Linked DNA regions of Mus musculus: all the other regions are linked to region 1. Evidence: chromatin contacts called from public Hi-C and HiChIP or PLAC-seq data. All regions are on one chromosome and are shown on one strand. The core of a region is the stretch at or near the end of the contact, and the rest is flanking DNA. Distances in the headings are between cores, read along the strand shown. Region 1 holds the start of Sptb (spectrin beta, erythrocytic). Region 2 has its middle 15 kb from the start of Gm10451. Region 3 holds the start of Max (Max protein). Region 4 has its middle 31 kb from the start of Gm10451.

Region 1 (2,749 bases), core at 180-2,679:
CTTGTTGTCACGGAAACTGTACTCAAGCCTCGTAGCTATTTCCCCTTTGGGAAGTCTGGGTAAGTTGGTGGGACTTGAGGATTGTGTTAGAGCTCTTGTTTCTTCCATTTTCTGCTATTTCTCCGGGGCCAAGTTGCTGGAACTGGCACGAAGGGTAACCGTAGAGTGGGCAGTAGCTTGGAGATAAGGAACTCAAAGGGAAAAGGTGGGGGTCCTTGAAGTATAGTCCTGGGACACTTGATCTCTCCCTTCTCAGTCTACACTGGGCCACTCTGCACGTCCTGCCTGACATCCTGAGGCCCGGCCCCCTCTGCTGCCCTGAACTGTCCTCCCAGCCTTGGCACTGGGCAGCCCTGGAGCGCGCTAGCCAAGTTCCAGAAGAGGATCCGACACGCCCGGGGGTTTGAGAAACCAGGCAGCAGGAGGCACAGACGCGGACAGTCCTTAGACCGACGACAGGCAGCCCCCCCCCCCAACTTTGCTCCCAGGCGAGGGTCCTGGGGGAGGCGGCCAAGAGCACAAACCCCCCAAACCCACTCCCCGTGCCCCACGGCGACACTCTACTAGCTGGCTTCCCAAAGCTAGCGCCCTGCTCGCCCAGCGCCTGCGAAACCCACGCGGGTTCCCGCGTCCCGGGGTGACGACTGCCGCAGCCGCCAGGGCCTCCTGGGCTCCTCACCCCTCCCGCCCCGTGCTAGGCACCCGGGGCCAGGCCCCCACCGGGCTGTCGCGTCACCCGCCCCCTGGGCCCCGCACTCCCCGGCGCTGGCTCCGGGGCACCCAGCTCCCTCCCGTCGCGCGGCCCTCGGGGACTCACCTGCGCTGGGGCTGAAGCGGCGGCTACCCCGAGCCCGGGGGCGGCGGCGCAGGGGGAGGAGGGCAGCACGGGGCTCCTGGCACAGTGGCCGCCGGGCGCCTGGTGCAGCGGAGCCGCGGACCCGCCCAGAGATATAAATAACATTATCTGAGGAGGGACATTCCTGCCGGGGGACATCGCTGCTGCCGGGACCAGATAGTCCCGCGGCGGGGGCGGGGAGGCGGGGCTGCAGCCTCCCGCAGCGCCAGGCCCGCCTTCCCCACCCACTCCTGCACCTGCCAATCAGACTGCGCGCCCGGGGGCACCTGCCTAGCCGCTAGCGCCGCCGCCGCTGGGACCTGGGACGCCAGGGTCCTCTCTCACCTCCCCTGATCCCGCACACACAGAGCCCCTTGCCACGGGAAGAGGACTCGACTCTGCTGCTCCGGCCTAATTTGTGTGCCCGGAGCCGCAAGCTGGCGGCGAAAAGGAGTCCTCCCAGCCTTTCCCGCCTAGCGTCCCTGCAGACTACGATCTGGTTTTGAAAAAACATCTAAAGACCCGTTTAGGCCATAGGGTGGGTGAGGAGGGCGCCCCGGCTGTAATGCCCCTCCGGAGATAGGCTGGAAGGGACAGATTGTTCCCGCGGGCGGGTTACGTTAGAAAGCGCGCTCCCGGCCGGCTACAACCGGCTGGTAGTAGGAGCAGACGCTGGGAGCACAGGGGGTGGGCACTGGGCCGAGGCCCCCGCCCCCAGCCTGCGGGCTGGAGGCCGCGGCTCCTGCTTGTAAGCAAGGTACTGTCCCGGAGAACCCGGCTGTGCTGGTTGGTGGCGCTCAGCCTACAGTTGCATATTGCAGGGTCCATAATCAACAGGCAAGCCAGCATACCAGCCCACCTGCACCATCCTGTGAGCCCGGGTCTCCGGGCAAGACCCTGCTTTCTCACTGCAAGCTTTGGTAGGGTGGTGTACAGCAGGCCAGAGGAGATGCTAGAACCAAGGGTGTCAAGTACATCTGCGACTAGGGAGGGTGACACACGGACGAACACGGGCGGCTTGCAAGGCAGGCTATTTCCTTGACTTTTTAACAATACAAGGTCATCGCTCTGTAATGTTGGTTGCGTGCCTTGCTGTACCTTTCCTTGTTTTATTTTTATGGGGGGGGGGGAGGGGCGGCCCTCCATACGCTGTGCCTGGGATGGTCTCTCACAGACTATCAACCCGGGTAATCGCAAGTGTAATGGAGACACCAGTGGCGATTAAAAAGAGCATAGATGCAGAAGGGAGCTTTAACTTTGATGCTCCCCGGAATTCTTAACAGGAAACAGCCTTTCTCTTGACTTGTTTGCTTGAGTGTATAATTACGCTGTTTTCTAGGATTCATGAGCAAAGTGTGTTGAGTTGCCAGATGTTCAAGCTTAGTATTGGGTATTAAAGGTACGCAAAAGATATTTCACTGCCTGCTGCCGTCACACTTCTTTTGAGAGTAGGTATTTGGACAGTAAAAATGCTAATTGGGACAAAATCCACAGGTATTAAAAAGCCATAGAACTCTTCCCTCCCCTTTTGCCTGAGTTCTTATTACATACTAATTTCCCAAATGGCATCAGTATTACAAGGAAAATGACACACCGGCCTGGGCTATCCTAGAGGTTAACAGCGACCTCCCACCTCCTTCCCCCACTCAGACCATCTAGCAATTCTCTGTAGTGAGCAAGAGCTGTAGATCTTAAGCAAAGCACACATTTAGCACTCCAAAGGCCCTGGGACTCCCCAATATCCTCCAGCACCACCCCAAACCATTTGCTTTGCTTGTTGTTGAGTTCAAAATCATCTTTTTAGGAACTAATTCCTGGCAAAAACAAAAAACAGGCCAACTTCAAAAGCTGAGACTTAGATATCACAAGTAGAAATCCTTGATCTATTTTTGAAAGAAAAAGGGAGGGTTGGAA
Region 2 (2,749 bases), core at 150-2,649, 250 kb before region 1:
GCTTTGTGTAGCACTGCCACCCAGCACAGGATGTGGCCATGGGAAACCAAACCTGCCCTGCCCACAACATGCAATTATAGCTTTAATATTTGGATGGTCCAATCCAATGTCAGGTCTCTTGTTGTAGAGGCCAGGACATAATCCCAAGTCTCTTCTTGTTCCAAAACAAACCCAGAAGCCTTTATTCTTGAGACTAACTTCCTCTGATGAGGTTTCCCTGGTTCTGTGGAGGCCTCTGTCTGCTCACCTCAGCCTCTAATTACAGCTCTCGCCTGCCTCATCTGTTTCGTTGCTTGAGCTGGGGATGGATGTGAGGCTGGGTGTTCTGTTCTTGCTTTGGAGCCTAGGCCTAGAAAAGTACGGCCTTCCCTGTAATTTCTATATTCCTCCGAGTCAGCCTCAGCCTTACTGAAAGAGCACATCTGCAAAGACCAAAGCGAGCATGGACCCCTCCCCCATGTGCAAGCTCCACCCTGCCTTATCAGGAAAATGAATCTGATGATCCCTTCAATGTCCATCAGCTGGCAAGCAAGCAAAGGCCTATTGCCCGCTGATGAAGGTGCCCAGAGGCCATGAGAGTTCACAGGATAGAGGTTGCTCTCTGCTCCCAGGGAGACCCCTGGACTCCACTTGTAATATAGTCAGCCCAGACCCATTTGGCCTGTGCAGAACAGGACAGCACTCATCCCAGGAGGGAGACTGTGGTAAATTAAATTTGCCACATACTCAGTGACACAGGGTCATCACTGATGCAGACTGAGGGGCCGAGGGGAAAAGAATGAAGGGAGCTGTTGAGCCATCCACCTTTTAACTGCCCATCACTGTCTCATTGTTTCTCAGGTTAGCCACGCTGATGGGGCAGTTTCTCAATTGAGATGATTCCCTCTTTTTTTTTTTTTTTTTTTTTTTTCCTGGTTTTTTGAGACAGGGTTTCTCTGTGTAGTCCTGGCTGTCCTGGAACTCACTCTGTAGACCAGGCTGGCCTCGAACTCAGAAATCCGCCTGCCTCTGCCTCCCAAATGCTGAGATTAAAGGTGTACGCCACCACGCCCGAGATTCCCTCCTTCTTGATGTCTCAGAAAGGTAGGGGCAGGCTGAGCACTTCTGACACTCCTCCAGAGTTCTTCCAGATGTTCCCCTTCAGCTCATTTAACTAAAGAAAGCAATCCCATTAGGCCTTAGCTCTTCAAAAGCAGTTCTAGATTCCACAGGTCAAGAGGCCCTGAAATCTCATCACTTCCCACAAGTGACCCCAGGCATGTGCAAACAGGCACTGAAGGAAGACTAGCTGAGTGCAGAGGTTAGGGTGGGGTGGGCGGAGGGCTGAGACAAACCACTGAGTGCCCAAGGCCAGTCAGCATGGAAGGTTCGTGGTAGGAAGGAGCACAGAAACAAGGGCTGATTAGCAGAGCTGGTGTGAGGTCAGACAAAGAGGTCTCTGTTTGTCTGAGGGGGTAGCAGCTGGACGGAGTGAGTCAAGGCTGTGAGTCACAGTCCTGGTTCCCAGAGCTGTAACAAATACCTGAGATAACACAAAAGAGGGTGGGAGAAGGGATGGGGAGGGAGCGGCACAGGGGTGGAGATTATCAGATGTAGGGAGAGCAGGGGAAAGAGAAGGGAAAGTGGGGGGTGGGCAATCTCTAGGACACCACAGAGACCTGGGGTGGGTGGAAGCCCCAGGGAATATATGGGGGTGACTCTAGCTGACACTCCTAGCAGTGGGGTATATGGATCCAGAAGTGATCACTTCCTCTAGCCAGGCAGGACTCCCAGTGGAGGGATGAGGACAGTAATTCACCCACCAAATCTTCTATTCAAAATGTATCCAGCCTACAAGATGTACAGGGACAAATCACAGAGATGGAGGATATGGCCAACCCATGACTGCCCCAAATTGAGACCCATCCCATGGGCAAGAACTGACACTATTAATGATACTCTGTTATGCTTGCAGACAGGAACCTAGCCTAACTGTCCTTTGAGAGGATTCACCCAGCAGCCAATAGAAAGAGATGCAGAGACTCACAGTGTGGGAAGCCACATGTGCCGTTGCTGAGTGGCACTGACTACTGCTGGCCACCACGCATAAGATTGGACAAACAACCAATGTGTACATATGCAGTAAAGTTTTTTGCAAAGACACTGCCTGGCCCAGGCATGATAATGAGGTTCTGTAAGGTACTGAGAGTATAACCAATCAGATGTGAGACATGCAAATGAGGTATGATAATGAGGTTCTGTAAGGTACTGAGAGTATAACCAATCAGATGTGAGACATGCAAATGCGGTATGATAATGAGGTTCTGTAAGGTACTGAGAGAGAGTAGCCAATCAGATGAGGAACATGCAAATGAGGCTTAATGCATAACCAATCCGGGTGTGAGACACGCCCCTCCTAGGCCTATAAAAGTAGCACTAGTTCTGGGCTCGAAGTCTTTTCGCCTCTACAATCAAGCTCTCCCAATAAACGTGTGCAGAAGGATCCTGTTGCAGCGTCGTTCTTCCTGGCCAGTCGAGCGCGCGCAAGATCACAGTCAAATATTAGATGGAGCTTGGGGACCCGAAGAGGACAGGGACTCCACAGAAAGGCCAACCAAGTCAACTAACCTGGATGTGTGTGGGTTCCCAGAGCCTGAATCACCAACCAAAGAGCAAGCGCGGGCTGGACCAAGTCTCCTGTGTATACACTGCATGTGAGCAGCTTGGTCTTCATGCTGGTACCCCAACAACTGGAGCAGGGGCTGTTCCT
Region 3 (2,749 bases), core at 162-2,661, 250 kb after region 1:
AGGCGATTATTACATGTGCCTGCAACTTCACACAACTATGGAGATACTGCTTAAAGTTTACCTGCTCCTAAATAAAACCTAGCCAGTTTGCTCTGAAATAACACTACCATTCACTTCAGAATGCCCTTCCATTTCTCACATATCTCCGCCGCACTGAACACTACAGAACAACTCAGTTCACAGCACAGGCCTCCTCACTTGCCTGCCTACCTACCTACCTACTCACTAGAATCTACCACCTGAATATCAAGAATCATGTGGATTTGCAACGCCCCCCTCCTCCAACCCCAACAGACTCAACCTCACCTTAGCGGTTAAGAGGAGTTTACAAGAGTATTAAAAGTAATAGAACGATCTCTTTTTCTGACTCCAAAAAGAACCAAAACTGAACGGAAATGAAAATGAAATGGAGAGTAGGAGACGTACCGCAGATTGAAACCTCGGTTGCTCTTCCTGGAATAAGAGAGAGAGAAAAATAGAAAATACAGAAGTTATTTTCACACTTCGAATTCAATAATAAGAAAGAAAATGCCGGCGGCGGAGGAAGCAGCGGGTGGGGAGTCAGTCTGACACCCCTCCCTCCCTCTTTCCCCTTCCACTCTCTCCAGCGAGATCCCGTAGCCTAGTTGGGGGGGGGGGGGGGGGGGGTTTCAGGCACTGCCCCTCCTTCTGGGATCCGAACCGGACAAGAGGGATCCGGAACACTGCCTGCTCTCCCTCGATCCCTCTAGGGCGTCAGAGCACTCCCAGCCCCTTCACCCCAAGGATCAACCGGTCACAGGAGGAGGGAGCTCATGGACCCAAAGAGCAAGAGCTGAGCGCTGGTCTCCTTGCCCAGGATCCGGAAGGATAATGGGATCCCCAGCCGGGCAGAGCGGAGAGGGAGGCCTCGACACCCTCCTCCACGGGAGAATGTGGGGGTCCCAGAGGCCGCGTGTCTGCTCCCACCTTCAGTCCCAGGAGGCCTCTCCGGACAGGACTGGAGGGGAGCGAGCCTGGAGCGCGACGCAGGCGGTCCCGGCCCCGGGGGGAGGGGGAGAAAAGGACGGAGGCGGCGGCGACCCGACCCCCTCCCGCCGTCGCCCGGCTGAGAACCCTTGCCGCTGTCCCCGCCTGACAACCCGAACGGAAAGGAAGAAGCCCCAGGACTCACGTCGCTCTCCACCTCGATGTCATCGTTATCGCTCATTTCCTACGGCCCAGGGAGCGGCCACTGCAGCGGCGGCCGGGGAGGGGAGGGGTGGAGGGAAGGGGGAAGTCACCGACAACAACAAGCCGAGTGCCCCCACGCACACACTCACTCACTCGCTCACTCACTCACACACACTCACGCACACACAACACGGGCGACAACCACCTCACTGCAGCACCGGATCAACGGCGGCACGCACGCCCGATCGGCCCCCTAACACGTGACCGGGCTCACCGCGCCGGGGTAGCTGAGACTTGTAGTCCTCGAGCGTCGGATGGGCGAGTGAGAGAGAGCCAGAGAAACTACAAATCCCATCAGGAACCGCACACAGGCTTCGCCAGACTCGCTTGTTGACAGAGCTCAGGGCGCCTGCGCCCCGGGTGTTGGCAGCGAGAAGTGGCGCGGTGCCTCCCGGGAGATGTAGTCCACAGACCGCGAGTTGTCAGGAGATTTTCCTCCCCAGGCGGCGGAGAGGCTGCTGGGAAGACAGGACACGTGGAGGGAGCTGGGCTCCTGGAGCCGGCCACAATTCCGAGCTCTGGGCGCCCGGCCCAAGGGATTGGGTGGAGGCTCGGGGGTTTGGGGGCGGGGGGAGAGAAACTGGCTGCCAAAATAACACTGTCTCTTCTTGGCTAGACTGCTTTTACATTGTCTCGTTTAATGCTTGAGTCGCTCCACTTGCGCCCTGGGGCGTAACCCTCCCGGGAAGGAATCACGCTGTGGCTGACCAGGGGGCGCGGTCGAGATGCCCACGCGGGCCCTCTGTTATCTGGGTTTAAGGTGTTAAGAGACATTACGGGACAAACTAAAGGACCGATTTCGCCGGGTGTCCTTCATCTCAAGAATCTTGCTTTCATTTGTCCGAGAGAACTGTCCTTGCTGGGCTTGAGTGTTTACAAAACCTCTCGTAGGTGCAAGTAAAACCTACCTTCTGTTTGTTGTAGCCGGAGCAGATTAGGGAGTGCCCCAGTTTATAGAGAACTTTAATTAACTGCAAAAAGAATCAAAACGGGAAAGTTGTGCAGCTCCCTGTCCAGTTAAGGTCATACATAATGCAACGAGGTATGAAGTGTAACTACATTGTCCCCACCCGCATTTAGCTAAGTATCTAATATGTGGCAGCCCAGGAATGGCATGATGTGTCCCCTCAAAGACTTCACAGCTTTGAAAGCAAAAACCGGACTACCCTGTCACCATTTTCAGTGTGCACCAGGTCCTCAATGAAACAACAAACAAACAAACAAACAAACAAACAGTAATAATAAGGTCATCTGAGAAATTAACCAGACTACCACTTTACAATTGATCTTCAAAATGAGTGCGGTCTTGAGTTTGATTTATGAGTTAATGTTTTTTGAGTAAAAAATCATTTAACCCCTGACTATTGAGTGCAGAAACTTGGTGGTGTAATACAATCTTTCTGACACCTAGCCCAGGCTGGCCTTAAATGTCCGTGTGGCCAAGCCTAGTGATGAGAACACAGTCATAAGCAGACACTGACTCGTAATAGAAGTCAAGGGCTGTAAGGGAGACAAAGATGGTAAGAGGGTTTTTTGT
Region 4 (2,749 bases), core at 143-2,642, 240 kb before region 1:
CTTCTCCTTCGTCTGCAGAAACACGATTCACACAGAGCTCACGGTGGAAACAGGTGTCTTCATATGGTGGATTAAAAAGACTTCATTCTGGAGTATTCTGACTCTGGAAGTCATTGAAACAAACACTGCAGGCATCTACCCAAATATAATCAGGGTCTGTGTAAAACAGAAAGCAGGAGCAGTCTGGCCATACCCAAGCAGCTGGCAGTATTTTGCATGTTCATGATTGGGCGTTACAGACAGGCTGAGACTCGCCCTCAAACTCAGCTAATCAGAGCTCAGCTGTACTCCAGGCGGGCCATCTAAGTTCAGTGACTGAACCATGGTCCTATTGGCCACTGCTTTGTAAGAGACGGGCGCGGTGGTGCACGCCTTTAATTCCAGCACTTGAGAGGCAGAGGCAGAGGCAGAGGCAGGAGGATTTCTGAGTTCGAGACCAGCCTGCTCTACAGAGTGAGTTCCAGGACAGCCAAGGATACACAGAGAAACCAAACAAACAAAAAGACAAAACAAAACAAAAAAAGAAAATTAGTTCAATCTAGGAAGTAGATAACTGGTGTTTGGCAGCAGAAATTAAATAAAACCTACTAGACAGAAACACTACAAGAAGTAGATAACTGGTGTTTGGCAGCAGAAATTAAATAAAACCTAGACAGAAACACTACAAGAGCAAAAGATGTGAACTGTATCGTTCCAAACATGAGGGCAGGGGGGTGGGGCTGGTGGTGGTGGTGGCAGGGTCTGATGGATTGTGACATTGTCTAGGTCTATGTGACATTGGCTTTGGGGGTTTCACAGCTCCAGTGTGGAGATCAGAAGGATCAGAGGACAGCTTCCAGGAGTCTGTCCTCTCCTTCCCCCACGTGGGTTCCAGGGACTCAGGTTATCAGGTTTGGTGGCAAGTGCCTTAACTCACTGAGCCATCTGCTGGCTACATTGATGTTATATAGGATTTGACAAATTTACAGCACACGTGTCCAACATAACAACACCATGACAGAATAGTTTGAAGACTGGTGTGGTAGTGTACACCTAGAATCTCAGCACTTGGGAGTAGAGGCAGGAAGGAGGTCAGGAGTTCAAGGCCAGCCTTGACTACATATCAAGTTTGAGGCCAGCCTGAGTTACTGGAGACTCTGTCAAAACAAGCAACATAACAACACAGAAAACAAAGAAAGGGGAAAAACAAACAAAGGGGGAAAAAACAATGAAAGCAAACAAGCGGGAACTTTCCTTGCCTGAAACCCTTTGTGCTTGGACTCATTTCTCTCTCATCCTTAACGACCTATCTTATTATGTGTAGACTGAGTTTTGTTATTGAGTCTAGGCTGCCCTTCAGTCATGCTCCTGCCTCAGCATGAGCCACCACACCTACTTCCTCCATGTCTTTACAACTCATTTATATTGCCGCAGAGTAATAGTCGACTATACAGACGGCACCACAGTTCTTCAGTTTGACTTTCAATGCAGTATTTTCAGATTAAAGTAGGCTGGAGGAATGGGCACTGATTCTGGACCTGGTGAACTTTACTGCTCTTTGCAGTATTGTGAGACGGCAGGGAAAGGCACAGGCCCTCTTTTAAAGGATATGTTTATTAATTCTTTGAGAATTTCACACAATGCATTTTGATCATATCTACCTTAACTCTCCCAGATCCATTTCCTGTCTCCCCACTCTCCTATCTCCAGGTCCTTTTTTAAAAACAACCCACTGAGTCTAATTTGTGCTGTCTGTCCATATACTCCTGGGTGTGGTACCATCCCTGGAGCATGATCGACAGGTATCTTATTATATAGCCCAGGCTGGCCCCTAACTCTTAATCCTCTTGCCCCAGACTCTCTCAGGAATGCTAGGATTATATGTGTTAGCATTTCTTCTAGGCTCCGCCCAACAGTTACCTAGCAACAGCCAGGTGGGAGCCTGGCTTGCTTTAAAAGGTGCTTTAAAAGGACTGTTTGTCTCCCACCCTCACCCCACCCCAGCCTCTCTCTCTCTCTCTCTCTCTCCCCCTCTCTCTCTCTCTCAGCGGGGCTGAAAAGGGAGTAGAGGCAGAGAAAGAGGAGGGGACAGAAAGGGAGAGAAGGAAGGGAAAAGTCAGGGCCAGAAACACATGGGGAGAGAGAGGGAGGAGAGAGAGAGAGAGAGAGAGAGAGAGAGAGAGAGAGAGAGAGAGAGAGAGAGATTGAGGCCAAAGTCTTTTTATAGCAAGCCAGACTCTTACCTGGCTGTTGCTAGGTAACTGTTGGGCGGAGCCTAGGAGAAATGCTCACATTATGTATGTGCCACCACACCCAACTAAATTACCAGTTTTTAAACTACCACAATTGAAAACATGTGATGTCAGCAAAAACACAGATAAATAAGATGTCCCTAGATAGACCCACACATAAGCAGTCTCCTGCCTTAAGCCTGAGGTCCTATGTCATTCACTGGGAAAAAACATGGTCCTTTCAACACATGACACTGATCTCCTAAGTATTCGCATGTTCCCTATATCACTCCAAATGCAAAAACCATGTCCAGATCAACCACAGACCAAATCGTAAAAGGTAAATGACTAAGACTTCGTTTTGTTTTGTTTTGAGACAGGGTTTCTCTGCATAGCCCTGGCTGTCCTGGAACTCACTTTGTAGACCAGGCTGGCCTCGAACTCAGAAATCCACCTGCCTCTGCCTCCTGAGTGCTGGGATTAAAGGCGTGCGCCACCACGGCCCAGCTTTGTTTTGTTTTGTTTTGCTTTGTTTTGTT

What was found. Hi-C and Micro-C count contacts between places; a contact is called where the count stands out from the background. HiChIP or PLAC-seq counts read pairs in DNA pulled down with a chosen protein or histone mark.
Region 2: a FOXA1 HiChIP or PLAC-seq map of pancreatic cancer cells shows a contact between it and region 1. The contact joins the enhancer-like site here to the promoter of Sptb in region 1. A contact is called at or near these places in 1 of 39 promoter capture datasets (hippocampal neurons), 5 of 115 datasets of contacts at active chromatin or transcription factors (bone marrow-derived macrophages, embryonic stem cells, pancreatic cancer cells and 1 more) and 3 of 9 other capture datasets (adipose tissue, liver and macrophages).
Region 3: an H3K4me3 HiChIP or PLAC-seq map of embryonic stem cells shows a contact between it and region 1, with 16 read pairs. The contact joins the promoter of Max here to the promoter of Sptb in region 1. A contact is called at or near these places in 1 of 39 promoter capture datasets (fetal liver), 1 of 115 datasets of contacts at active chromatin or transcription factors (embryonic stem cells) and 1 of 9 other capture datasets (adipose tissue).
Region 4: a Hi-C map of embryonic stem cells shows a contact between it and region 1, with 1.7 times the contacts expected there. The contact joins the enhancer-like site here to the promoter of Sptb in region 1. A contact is called at or near these places in 7 of 39 promoter capture datasets (cranial neural crest, embryonic stem cells, hippocampal neurons and 2 more), 18 of 484 Hi-C or Micro-C datasets (the 3T3-L1 cell line, the AML12 cell line, the HPC-7 cell line and 12 more), 4 of 115 datasets of contacts at active chromatin or transcription factors (embryonic stem cells, pancreatic cancer cells and stem cell-derived neural progenitor cells) and 4 of 9 other capture datasets (adipose tissue, embryonic stem cells, liver and 1 more).

What each region holds. Positions count from the first base shown.
Region 1 is chr12:76,709,118-76,711,866 of GRCm38.p6, forward strand. It overlaps Sptb (spectrin beta, erythrocytic), which reads right to left and starts at 1,430. Exons shown (of 36, transcript NM_013675.3): 1 at 818-1,430.
Region 2 is chr12:76,457,817-76,460,565 of GRCm38.p6, forward strand. No RefSeq gene overlaps it. Among named protein-coding and RNA genes, the nearest start is that of Gm10451, 15 kb to the left of the region's middle. Within about 2 kb of position 1,400, at least 122 of the 459 cell types and tissues checked have an H3K27ac peak or open chromatin away from gene starts, as enhancers often do. A contact at or near this core is called in embryonic stem cells and pancreatic cancer cells, where this site is marked.
Region 3 is chr12:76,960,837-76,963,585 of GRCm38.p6, forward strand. Max (Max protein) reads right to left here and starts at 1,412. Exons shown (of 4, transcript NM_001146176.1): 1 at 1,154-1,412. The coding sequence starts at 1,189.
Region 4 is chr12:76,474,104-76,476,852 of GRCm38.p6, forward strand. No RefSeq gene overlaps it. Among named protein-coding and RNA genes, the nearest start is that of Gm10451, 31 kb to the left of the region's middle. Within about 2 kb of position 1,393, at least 29 of the 459 cell types and tissues checked have an H3K27ac peak or open chromatin away from gene starts, as enhancers often do. A contact at or near this core is called in adipose tissue, embryonic stem cells and trophoblast stem cells, where this site is marked.